Linked DNA regions of Mus musculus: region 2 is linked to region 1. A link is a contact called in public Hi-C data. All regions are on one chromosome and are shown on one strand. The core of a region is the stretch at or near the end of the contact, and the rest is flanking DNA. Distances in the headings are between cores, read along the strand shown.

Region 1 (6,267 bases), core at 1,978-4,477:
GTGCGTATGTGCATGCATGTGTGCACACTTCACCTTCAGGAGGCAGCTAAAGGAGAGCGGCAGGACCTGGGAAAGCAATTAACATGCCCAGAAATCCAGTTGCTTTGTGTCTTTTGTTTCTGGGCAGAGCCAAATCTAGTTTGACATGACTTACGAGTTTTGAGTGACACGGGCAGTAGATAGCCATTTGTCTCATTAGAGCAGCAGACAAGCAGTTCTCAAAGAAACCCCAAATTCGAACGATAGGCCCAGGGTCAGAGATGAACTTGATGGCGGAATCAGAAAACAGTTGGGCTTATGTTTGGTATGGTCTGGGTCAGGTAAGGTAAATAATGTAAGAAAAAGTTTCCCCACGGAAGTGGGCGATATTTTTGTTCTGCTGTTACCAATTTTCAATTTAACCCACTACATTGTACGCTGTTTTTTCTCTCTTTGGGGTGCCCAGAAATGAAGCTCTTCCTTGTTCAGTCACCTCCTGTGTTGGAGGGACAATGTCACCAGTAGAGTTCTTTCCATGCACAAAGGCTAGGGCATCTGTGCACTTTGCTAGTGGGAAGAGCTGACACGTCTTCATTGTGTGGTGTCCTCCCGAAACGTGGTCACACAGCACGATCCCCCAAGAATGGAAGGAGAGTGACTGAGATGGCCATTTATCTTCAGTGTCCATATCCAATCTGATTAAAGCTTCTAACACTTTATATCAGCCCCAGTCCATGTTGGAGCGAATCATAGGGACTGACACCAGGGCATAGGAAGTCTTGAGACTGCGTGGGCCTATCTGGGTGGCAATTTGAAGTCACTTTATGGTTAGGAAGCACTGTGTATAGAGAATCTTCTCTAGCTATGTGCAGCCTTTCTGGCCATGTTTAAATGAGAGGTGGAGTTGGGTTAGGGTGAACACATGCTGAGCACATTCTGTGGGAGAAACTGCACACTCTCTACACACAGCAGAACAAATGGAACAAGGCCCATGTGTCAACAGTGAAGACTATACTCTGCTACACCATAGGCAAGCCAGCAGTTGGCCTCTTCCCATGGGCTTGTAGACAGAATCTGGAAACGGGGAATTATATATTTTGCAGGCAGGAATTATTAAAATTAATTCCCCAAATTAATTCCTGTCTTTTAATCTTATAATGTTTTAACAATTGCTGACTTGATGGATATATATATATATATATATATATATATATATACATACATAGGTATGTATATCTGTGTGTATGTGTGTATATAATACAATCTTTAAAGGACTTCTATACAGTTTTGAGCATATGCCCATGACTATTCCTAGGAGTTAGAGATTCTTTAAATCACTGGATATCTACTAATGACCTACTTTTTATATTAGGCTGTGTGCAAGATGCTAAAAGCCCAGCAATAGGGTTTTTTCCCCTCTTGGGTTCTGAGGATTGCATCTGTGTGAATTCAATGAGCAGGTGTGCAGTGTGACCTCAGTGAGCAGGTGTGCAGTGTGACAACCAAAGGCTGTTCCCGGCTTTGACTGTCTTTGTTAAGACCTGTTCTCGTAGATCTGGGTTCTCGCCGCAGCCTGTGCTCTCTGTTCAGTAACAGAGCCATGAACTCAGTTCAGTGTGCACGAGTCATGAGTTATATGTCCTGTTGACTAATTTTTCCAGAAAAGCACCTACCTTCTTACTCAACGTGATGCTCAAGAGAAGTTGACAGAAGAAGCAAATAACTTGGAATATGAAGTGTTCTGAGCCTAAGTCCTGTGGTAGTCCTGTGCCCTGTTCATACCTCATTTCGTGATGGTAGCACAGTGTGCCTTGCATTACATTAAAACTTGGCCCACGTTTTCATCTCTTCAAGAGACTACATTCCCGAGAGTGCACAAGTTATGTCTCATGAGTTCTTGCTTAGAATTTCTATCACATCTTTTAGCAAAGAACCATATATAGTAGATATTCAGGGAGGAATTTTTTTTTAAATTATTATTAGGGGGATGGAGAGATGACTTCATAGTTAAGAGTGTTTATTGCGTTTGGAAAAGACCCAGGTTTAGTTCCCAGCATGCACCCCAACACTGTCTTCTGAGCACCATGCTCTTGATGTGCAGAGTACACACATGCACACACATGTGCACATAGCACAGAATAAATAAACATCCAAAAATTATTGCTGAGTATGATGTGTGTAGGTGCATGTGCCAGGCTGTGTGTGTAAAGGTCAGAGATAACTTCGTGGAGTCAGTTTCCCCTTCGGGTGGGTTCTGAGCATTGGGTTCAGGGCATGCAGATGCCCTTACATGCTGTATCATCTTGCCAGCCCAGAATAGTTAGTTAGTTAGGTTTTGTTCTTGTTTTTGTTTTTCGAGACAGGATTTCTCTGTGTAGCCCTGGCTGTCCTGGAACTCACTCTGTAGACCAGGCTGGCCTCAGACTCAGACATCCATCTGCTTGTGGCTCTGCCTCCCAAGTGCTGGGATTAAAGGACTGTGCTACCACCGCCCAGGCGGAATGTTTCGTTTTTAAGAAGGCCATAGCACACTATGGAGTAAGCAAGTTTCTCTCTAGCTTTTCACTGGGCACCCATTGTAATTCCCTGCCTGCCCCTGCTCAGTGGAACGTTGCCACCTTGAGTTGAATAAGCTGAGGTTAATAATTGTCCATGCTTCAAGGTGGGCAAACACGGTGGGGCTCCATGCATTCTTTCTTGGATTAATTACTCTCCAGTACTTGTACGTTTCAGTCTTGCAAGTGGCCTCTGCTACTTATTGCTACTTAGTTTTTTGGTTTGGTTTGGTTTGGTTTGGTTTTAAGCTGAGCAGTTGTGTGGAACCAATCCCCTCTTACCAGAAGAATTCTCTTTTCAGGTAGTAATCATCTAGAATTTTCCTCTGAGCAGCAAATTACAAGAATTCTAGGGTGATGTTGCTTCTCTGAGTAGAACTTTTTCATACTTTCTGAGAGAAGTCTGGAAACACAGACCGAAGCTAGATGACAGTCCTCAGTCTGCATCTAGTCGCCAAATGGACTTAGCTGCTGGGAAGTCCTGACTGCTTCCGAAGCGTGGAATTAACCAACTGGTAGGCAGCTCTCTGCTAGTGCCCCAAGGCATGCTATGGGAATTGTTGATTTGATTAGCTATAATTCGTTCTTTCACGGTTGAGAGATTAGCGGCAGACAGTCCTTGCTATCCTCTGTGCAGGCAACAACTACTACATTTCTGATCATAGACACCTTCAGGCGCTGTGTAGAAATCGGTGAGCATTTGCTTCTAGTGGCTGTAGACAGATCCCAAGCAATGTTTCATGTTAAGCGTGTGCTCGTGCTCTTCCTATGCAACTCTGTAAGATTCCCTACTTCAACGAGCTTATGCCCTGCGCGCTGGGTGACTTTTTCTGTGTGCTTTCCCAGAAGGCGGACTTTTGTCACAGTGGCTGGGTGACAAGGGAAACCTCCACATTAAAGGCTGTTTTCACAAAGAGATCTTTCCCTTTTGTTTATGTTTTATTTCTTTACAGTGTGTTTGGGTAGTGAATGCACATGTGTGCACGTATGTGTGCACGTACTTCGCTCTGTGAGCCTGCACACAGAGGCCAGAGTCCGAGGTCTACCTTAACCACTTCTCCACCTCAGTTTTTGAAGACAGGCTCTCTCACTGAACCCGGGGCTCATCATTTCTGCTAGGCTGGCTATCCAGCCTCCACATCCCACATACACACCATTCTACCTGTCTTCCCCAAGCAATGGTGTCACAGGCTTGTGCCACAGTGTCCAGTGGATCCTGGGATGCTGAGATCCCAAGCCAGGTTTTCATTCTTGGTCAGCAAACCTTACCAGTGATTCACCTCCTTAGTCCAGCAGCCTTCTCTTTCCCCTCAGGTATTGTTCTTTGGCAGGTTATTGTTTCTGTCACTGGCAAATGACTCCTTGACTTCCAGCAGTTTGGCTTTGAGCCATTTCATACCCGTTTGCCTAAGTGGTTTTGTTTTCGAGACAGGGATTGTGTAGCCCTGACTGTCCTGAAACAAGCTGTGTAGACCAGGCTGGCCTCATACTCACAGAGGTTCACCTACCTCTGCCTCCTGAGTGCTTGGATTAAAGGCATGTGCCACCATTGCCCGGCTGTTTTAAAACATGTTTAATACTCTCAAACCAAGATAGGGTGTCACTGTATGCTCCTGAATTGTGGGAAACCCATCAGGATGGCCTCTACCTTTGGGTGTTCCACGTAGGCAGTCAGGATTAATGGGAATAAAATACACTGCATGAATACGAGAATTGTTGATATCAGTAGACATGACAGTAAGTAACAGAAACTTGAAGAAAGTGAAGACGAGCCTAGAATTTTAGAACCAGTCATCATTTAAAATAGTTCATAACTAAAATGTATAGATCAAAGCAAAAGTAAGCTTTTGTGGCCCAGTGCCCACTATCAGGAGGGCAGGATCTTCTATGGCAGTTCAGGTCAGGTAGAGACTTTTCTAGCACTTTATGGGAGAACCTAGCCTGTGATAAAGGTTGCTGCGATTGATTAGTAATGTCTGCAGGGCATGCAGAGATGGAAGTTCTGACTCTGACACCTGTGCTAGCTATTTGAGAAATTGGCGTTAAAGCCTAAAATCGACCATCTAAGGTGCTAAAAGGCTGGCACTCAGTAACCAGTCTCTACATTAACTTAGGAGTTCAATACTTCCTTTATTTAGGGGATGGGGTCTGTTTTCTGTCTAGCCTAGAGTTCTGTAGTTGAGTGTTAGCAGAAAATGTAATTTCTGACTTCCAACTGGAATGTCAAGATGTTTTGCTTCTGCTCAGTGAGTGACTAGAATGATCTATGAACACTAACCTTTCGGAGCCCTGCTGGAGTAAATAACACTTATTACTAACTTACTACCTGTCTCTTAAGGTAGTCCTTCTCTTTATATATCTTAACTTTATTTTTCCAGTCTTTAAATCTTTAAGCAGCGTGTGTTCATCCCTCGCCTTGTTGGCTTTCTGCATCCAAAACTGGAGGGGGAGGGAACAGATATGGGAAATGTGTCAGAATCCTGTGGAGGGTTAATCTCACTGTGGAAATGAAATCTTATGAATTTGAACTAGATAAACAAATGCTGTGATTTTTCTAATACATACTGGTAATAAGATAGATCATCTTTTATGTAAAGATATTCAGCAGGGCAAAGGGCACATCTATAAGAGTTGATAGAAGAACAGGGCAGCTATGTGCCGATGTGTCACACTTACTTGGTATTACGGCTCGGGTAAAGAATGTCCCCGTGTATTTGAATGCTTTGTCCTCGGTCATTTCTGTGGGTGTAGCATTTAGGCGAAGTGAGATATCTCACCGAAGGAAATGTGTCACTGGCGGCTGGGCCTTGAGATTTATAGACCCATTCTATATTTCCTGTGCCCTGTGCCCTTTCTGCTTCCTGCCCCCTCTCTGCTCCTGACTGCCCATGAATATAACCAATTACCACTCGCTCCTGTTGCCACAGTTACCTGCTGCCGGACCCTGCCCACTGTGATGGACCGTATTGCAAACATGAGCCCAAGTAAGCCTGTCTTTCCAAGTATCTGCTCACACTGACAGGGAAAGCATCAACTCGCTTGACAGCCTTCATTCACAGTCAATTCCCTCCCTCCCTCCCTCCTTTCTTTCTTGCCTCTCTTTCTTTTGTGTATGTTTAGGGGGGATGTGCAAACACGCACCTGTGTATGCAGAAGCCAAAGGTCAACCTCATGAGTATTCCCTCTGAAAATCATACACCTTATGTTGTTTAAGACAAGATCTCTCACTGGGACCCGAGCCTTGCCAATTGGTCCAGGCTGGCTGGCCATAAGCCCCATGCATCTCCCTGTCACCATCGCCCCAGCCTGGGATCATCAATTGCCTCTAGCCCTAACATTTGATGTGGGTCTGCGTGCTTGCACAGAAAGCACTCCTCTGGCTAAGCTATCCCCGAGCCTCACTTACTATTTTTGTAAGTGTCTGTTATCTATCCCTGTCACCTCCAAAACTGACAATAGAGAAATTTTCTGTAAAGTCAATTCTAAGCATATATCCTTGATCCTTTGTGCATACTCCTCTCAAAGCATGTCCACATTCCCTACAAAAGTAAAGAAAGCCTGTGAGAGCCTTTCATGTATACACGAGGCCCTTATAGTTCAGGGCCTGAGTTGTCTTTTATATTGATGTTTATTCAATCCCTACACAATGAAGACTGGCTCTGAGTGGATCCTGGACTATTTATTGGTGGGGAAAGTGTGGATTGTTTCTTGGATGATTTTAGCAAACTAGTTT
Region 2 (6,267 bases), core at 1,643-4,142, 240 kb after region 1:
AATTCCATGAGAAAGGATATATCATTCTGAAAGTGCATCTACACAGAACACTCACTCATTACAAAGGTGAGGACAGTATCTTTACATTGGAGAAGACTGACAGGTATTGGACTTAGTCAAGTAACTGAAGGACATCATCAATAGTAGGACAAATCAAAATAGCACATCATCGATGTCTGTGATGTACCTGCCAACAACAACATAAACCATCCAAGATTGAAAGCATGCATCCCAGGGCGCATGTGTGAAGGTCAGAGGACCACTTGTTCAAATCGGTTCTTGTTTCTCCCTTTCTACTACGTAGATCCTGGGAATCAAGCTCACATCATTAGCCATGGTGGTGCCTTTACCCACTGAGCAATCTTTCCAGCTGTATACATAAGTTTTAAAGTGCATGTGTGAGTGCCCCACCGTGTGTGTGTGTGTGTGTGTGTGTGTGTGTGTGTGTGTGTGTGTGTGTGTGTGTGTGATGTATGCAGGCCCAGGTGTACAGATTCCAGAGGAAGATGTCGCTATCCAGCTATCTTATGCTTCCTGGAGATACACCCATTCTCTGAACTCGAAGCTAGTCTGGCAACCAGCAATCCCCAGCAATCCTCTTGCTTCCACCCCCACCAACACTGGCATTATAAGGGTATGTGGTTACATATAACTTAGTATGTAGGTACTAGGGATTTGAACTCATGTCTCTACGCTTTCATAGCAAGTTCCTTAGCCCACTGAGCCCTCCCCTCATCCCCTGCATATGTTTCTTTCAACATAATTCTGTTGTAATTTCCCAGCCTTAGTCTTTTTCCCCATAGGTTTATATGTATGTATGTGTATCATTGTTGTGACTTGTATGACAAATGCCACTTAAGCTTCTTATGCTACCTAGTTTCAGGGGATTCAAGCGTCACATAGAGAAAAAGGCCTGCTGCAGCCATGGGTTGTGGGAATGTATAACGGAGTCTTCCTCCACAGTGGAGACCAGATGATACAGGCCAGAGCCAAAAGTGGGTGTGACGTTCAGGGTCCGTCCATAGCGAGCTACTTTCACTAGGTAGGCTCCACCTCTTAAAAGCTCCACACCCTTTGAAATAATGCCCAAAGCTGAGGAACAACTATACAAAATATGAGCACGGACACAGGTCATATCCAAACCATTACAGTCTAAGAATAAGAATATTCCTTTACATAATTATGACCCAAGGATCAGATTCAAGAAATGTAACATTGATATAATACTCTGTCTGATGTAAAGTCTGTATATATAATTTTTTCTAATTATCTCAGTCTTTTTATTTGTTTGCTTGTTTTTGTTTTTTGTTTTTCAAGACAGGGTTTCTCTGTATAGCCCTGGCTGTCCTGGAACTCACTCTGTAGACCAAGCTGGCCTCAAACTCAGAAATCTGCCTGCCTCTGCCTCCCAAGTGCTGGGATTAAAGGCGTGCACCACGACTGCCCATCCAGTCTTTCTTTCTTAAGACAAGGTCTGGCTATAAACCCCAGGCTGGCCTCGAACTTAATTAAAGCTTTGCTCCTAGCTCCTGGGTAATGGCAGTGAAGGGACATGTGTCCCACCATGTGCCAAGGGCAATTCATGCTTATAACAACTTCTTTTCCTGGTTTGGGATCATGCATCATGTCTGTTGCCTTTGGGGCTAAAATGGGTCAGGCTCACTTTGTCTTAAAAATATTGACAGTTGCCTTCTGTGATGTTCCTCATATCCAGATGTTTCCACTGAATTATTTTTTCATCTATTCTCTCTCCTTCATGCCAGTTTTCCAATGTGTACTTTTCTTTGCCCCCCTTGGGTTCAACTAAGTTGCATAAACAGATATCTGTGTTGATGGATAGATTTTTTTTTATAACATAAGCTTCTCTTATTTTTTTTTACCTTGTTGAATATGTTATGGATCAACACCTGAAGAGTTTGAATAATTTGAAATTAGATAAATGAAACAAGGGACTAGTAGAGACATATTAAGTATTTGCCATTGATTGAACAATTAAGATGAACTCAATACAGCAAAATGCAAACCACAGCTTTACCAACTGTCAGGTGCACAATGTGTGCTCAGCACTAACTGCCAATGGCGTCTTTCTAAAGTACCTCTGAGAGAGGACAATGCTTTTTCTGTCCTATGGTGGTGGTGTTGGGGGGTGGGGTGGGGTGGGGTGGGGGTGGGGTCTTCCTTAAGTTCTTCCTCTGTTGTGCTGGTTTGTGGTTGGTTTCTCACACCCGCAGGTGTGACAGAACCTGGTTACTGCAGGGGATGCGTGAGGATTTGGAAGGCAGGGAGCTCATCAAAAAGAAAAGACAGGAACAGCTTGAGAGGAAGAGGTTACTAAGTGTACCGGGCATCTGGTGGGATATCTGGTGGGATGGGATGGCAAGCAAGGTGAGGGCTCATGCTACGTACAGAAAGGGATGCATGGGAAACTCATGGGAACCCAAAGCTCTTGGTTCAGTCACTAACCGTGTAGCAGTAACAAACCCTAAGATTCAGAGGGCAGCATCCTCGCCCTCACCCTCAAGAGCAGCCACTGGTTTATAACATGGAAACACAGTAGTGCGCAGGTTAACAGGAATGTGTTTTCATTTAGAAATATCTGCTCATCTGGAAGGGCAGGGCCCTCATCCTAGGCCTATGACAAGTCAAGGTTTTTGATGATTTCTGTTACATAAGAGGTACACAATATTAGTTCACATATCCCACTGCTTAAAACCCCCACCAAAGGAGAAGGTTTGTGCTTAAATAATTGAATAAGTTAAGATTCTTTCCAAAACTTCTAAGTGGCTACCCAAGACAATGACAGATTAATGACAGATTAAGTGTTAAGACTTCGTAGACATTAGCAGTTGGCATCCCTTCGGTTGCTGAGCCCATACTGCCCCCTGGTGTTCCCTGGGCATCTCTGTTTTGTAGGCCAGTTGACGTGGTATTTCCTGTTGCCTGCTGGCTGGACAGTGCACTGCAGGTCTCACCTGTGAGAGGCATCATTTTCACTGACTATCATCTTTTTGGTATTTTGGTGTCTAGCATGCTGTGCCTAGCAAAGTGTCCACTAGTAGTTCAATGAATAAATGACACGAGTCTCTCAAACTAAAAAATGTGCAGCTACTGTAAACATTGTCCTTACTCCCCCTCAAATTGCCAATGTTCTTGATCCACCCTTGGTCCAAGTCTCCATCACTTCCTGCCTGGACTAGTTCTCACGTCTTCCCTTCCTCCCACCCCCAGCCCATGAAACTCTAGCTATCACTTTCTTCAACACCGGCAGTGTTGCCTTTCTCTGTCGGCGATGCATAGACGCTAGAGTGTAGAGGGCATATGGCTATACTCTTTCATTTTGGCAGTGCTAGGGACAAAACCCAGGATCTGGCTCTGGAAACTCATACTTTCAGGCCAGATAAAGTTGTGAAAGTTTTTGTCTATAGGCTGCAGGGCACTCTTGCTACTTGCAGCTGGGTAAGCTGCCATACTAGTCCCCAGTTGCTTCATCTACAAAATGAAGATGACAGCCACTTGCTTGAGGTGCGCACTGAGTTGCCAAGGCTTGTGGGAGAACACACATTTCTTCCTGTTGTTATTTTTAAGCACTTGTTTGTGCTTTGGAAACAGTCTTAATACAATGTTATATAGTCTAGGCTGGCCATGAACTCAGTAACCACCTGCTTCAGTCTCCCTAGGACTGAGATTGTAGGAATGTCCTAACACACTTGGCTAAGAATGTTCTTTGGAGAGACTGCTTAGAATTGCTGCCTGGGTTAGGAAACATTGTGACGGTATTTCTTTCATGTACAATGGGCAAGGCTATTTGGCTGTCTCTGTAAGTCTAGGTTACTATGTTGGTAATGTTTTGAAGTCCAGATCACTTCATCTTGTGCAGGGATCAGGATGTAAGGTTGAGGCAGTTTGGAGGAAAGGAGATATAGATGGGAAAGTTCTTGTAAAAGAAGAGAAGCGTTAGGTGTAGGATATTCCAGCTTGTCTTCAGTTCTCTGTGTACTTATCTTTGCCTCCTACTGCCCAGAAAAGTATGTTGCCAGCATGAGTGTGATGAAGTTTATGGGAACAAACAGAAGAGAGAAAATTCCAGACTGGCACAAAGACAGCAGAGAAAGGAAGAGCTGGTGACTAACTCAGCCAGTGAGAAGAAATTAGAAGAGGAGACAAGAGTCTCCTGCCCTTACCCATCACTCACTCACACACACACACACACACACACACACACACACACACACACACACACACACACACACACAGAGGCTCTCTCTGAAAGCTCCTGAAGTATTGTGATAGGTGTTTGAGGGCTTTGAGCTTTATGGGGAATGGAGGCTCATGGTATTTTATCTTGGTATTGAAGGAGACAGACCCATAGAAAGCCGAAGAGCTTGGAAGCATCTGGGTTACATCAAAAAGCACTTCACACCAGGCCTAGGATCAAGTAAGCATTCAAACTCTGAAGTGGTGTGCTAGTGAGCCAGTATCCAGTGTTATCACCGTGTTTAAGCAGATGGCACATGCAGATGTTCTAGAATATCGCTTCCAGGTCCGAATGGACTTCTTGTTCTTTCTCCCTCCCTCTCTTGAATCTTTATTGGGTAGTTTATTGTGTTTTGAGTGTTCTTCTCAAAAGCATGTTTATGTACCCTGTGTACCCTGGAACTGGATTTAGGGACCATACTGAATCACCGTGTGGGTGCTGGGGGCCAAACCCAGATCCTCTGTAAGAACGACTGCTCTTAACCACCAAGAAACCTCTCTCTAGCCCTTTGGTTCTTTCTAATGCATGACGGAATTTAATCTTCCCTTTTATTTCTCACCGGTGTGGGGTGAATTCTATAAGACAGAGCTGATGACTAGTTATTTGGTTATGCCTCAAAGCATCGTGAAACAATGAAAAGAATTGAAGCACTCTGAGTTAAACTCCGGATATCATAGATGTTACACAAGCCCCTTTTCACGGATCCATGTGCCCAGACTTATTTTCACTATTAAAATTTAAAATGAGATCTTGCTTGGTTGCCCAGGCTGTCCTTGAACCTGCAACCCTCAAGGCTCCTGCTCCAGCCTCCAGTATAGCTATTCTCACAGCTTGGTACCGTCATGATTCTTGCTCTTCATTTATGCGTTCTCTTGAGAACCAGGCAGGAATCACGTGTGTGCTTAGCATTCAGTTATCCAGATCCCAGCTCCCTCCCTCTCCATCCTTTTAATGAAGGTCTTCACTCTTGAAACAGAGAGGTTGTTTCATTTCAAACTCCCTGTCATTTTTTCAAAATTCAGACCTTTCTCTGGAGTTTTAACTATCCGTGTCAAGACCATCTTCCTTTATACTCTGAACCAAAGTAAAAATATTGCTCTAGCAGGATCTTAGCTTAGAGCGCACTCAAGCTAATCCACAAGCAAAACAAGCAAAAGGATCTCCGTCTACAGCAAGCTCCTCAGGAAGCCACCTTGTAACTGGGCCCCAGGTTCTCCTGACGGTGGGAGGCTTCAGTGTCCACATTGTATGGCTGAGATGTCCTCTACGCAGCCATCTCTGTAGGTCATCTGTGCTGTGAGAAGGGGTCTCCTGGACCTCCAGCTGGAATCACCAAACGTGGCATTGCCAGGAGTGACACTACTTATTTGTTAGCTCACTTGATGCTAAAATAAAAAGGACCACTGACCCTGAAATAGGGGGTCCGAGGATGATAGAAAAGACAAGGAGGCTGTGGGGGCTGTGAGTCCTTCAGAGCCTCTCAAGTTGCAACCAGTTTCTTATAATTGAGTAATTAACTTAGCATCGTAAAATTGATATGAATGAAGCTCTAGTTAAAAGAACAGGAAGAAAAGCTACAGTTAATTACACACATACATACATACATACAGACAGACAGATATACTCTGATGGTTTGTACATGCTTGGCCCAGGGAGTAGCACTATTAGGAGGTGTGGCCTTGTTGGAGTAGGTGTGTCACTGTGGGTGTGGATTTAAGACCCTTCCTCATCCCAGCTGCCTGGAAGTCAGCCTTCCACTAGCAGTCTTCAGATAAAGATGTAGAACTCTCAGTTCCTCCTGCACCATGCCTGCCTGGATGCTGCCATGTTCCTGCCTTGGTGATAATGGGTTGACCTCCTGTAAGTCAGCCCCAATTAACTGTTGTCCTTATAAGAGTTGCCTTATAATATGAACTAACCAGTATCTCCAGAGCTCCCTGGGACTAAACCACCAACCAAAGAAAACACATGGTGAGACTCATGGTTCTAGCTGCATATGTAGCAGAGGATGG

Evidence for each region. Hi-C and Micro-C count contacts between places; a contact is called where the count stands out from the background.
Region 2: a Hi-C map of uterus shows a contact between it and region 1, with 7 times the contacts expected there. The contact joins two enhancer-like sites. A contact is called at or near these places in 8 of 484 Hi-C or Micro-C datasets (B cells, the N1E-115 cell line, embryonic fibroblasts and 4 more) and 3 of 115 datasets of contacts at active chromatin or transcription factors (bone marrow-derived macrophages, microglia and stem cell-derived neural progenitor cells).

The regions. Positions count from the first base shown.
Region 1 is chr8:36,107,529-36,113,795 of GRCm38.p6, forward strand. All of the region lies in intron 3 of Prag1 (PEAK1 related kinase activating pseudokinase 1), which reads left to right. Among named protein-coding and RNA genes, the nearest start is that of Prag1, 16 kb to the left of the region's middle. Within about 2 kb of position 3,228, at least 6 of the 459 cell types and tissues checked have an H3K27ac peak or open chromatin away from gene starts, as enhancers often do. A contact at or near this core is called in uterus, where this site is marked.
Region 2 is chr8:36,344,224-36,350,490 of GRCm38.p6, forward strand. No RefSeq gene overlaps it. Among named protein-coding and RNA genes, the nearest start is that of Lonrf1, 98 kb to the left of the region's middle. Within about 2 kb of position 2,893, at least 9 of the 459 cell types and tissues checked have an H3K27ac peak or open chromatin away from gene starts, as enhancers often do. A contact at or near this core is called in uterus, where this site is marked.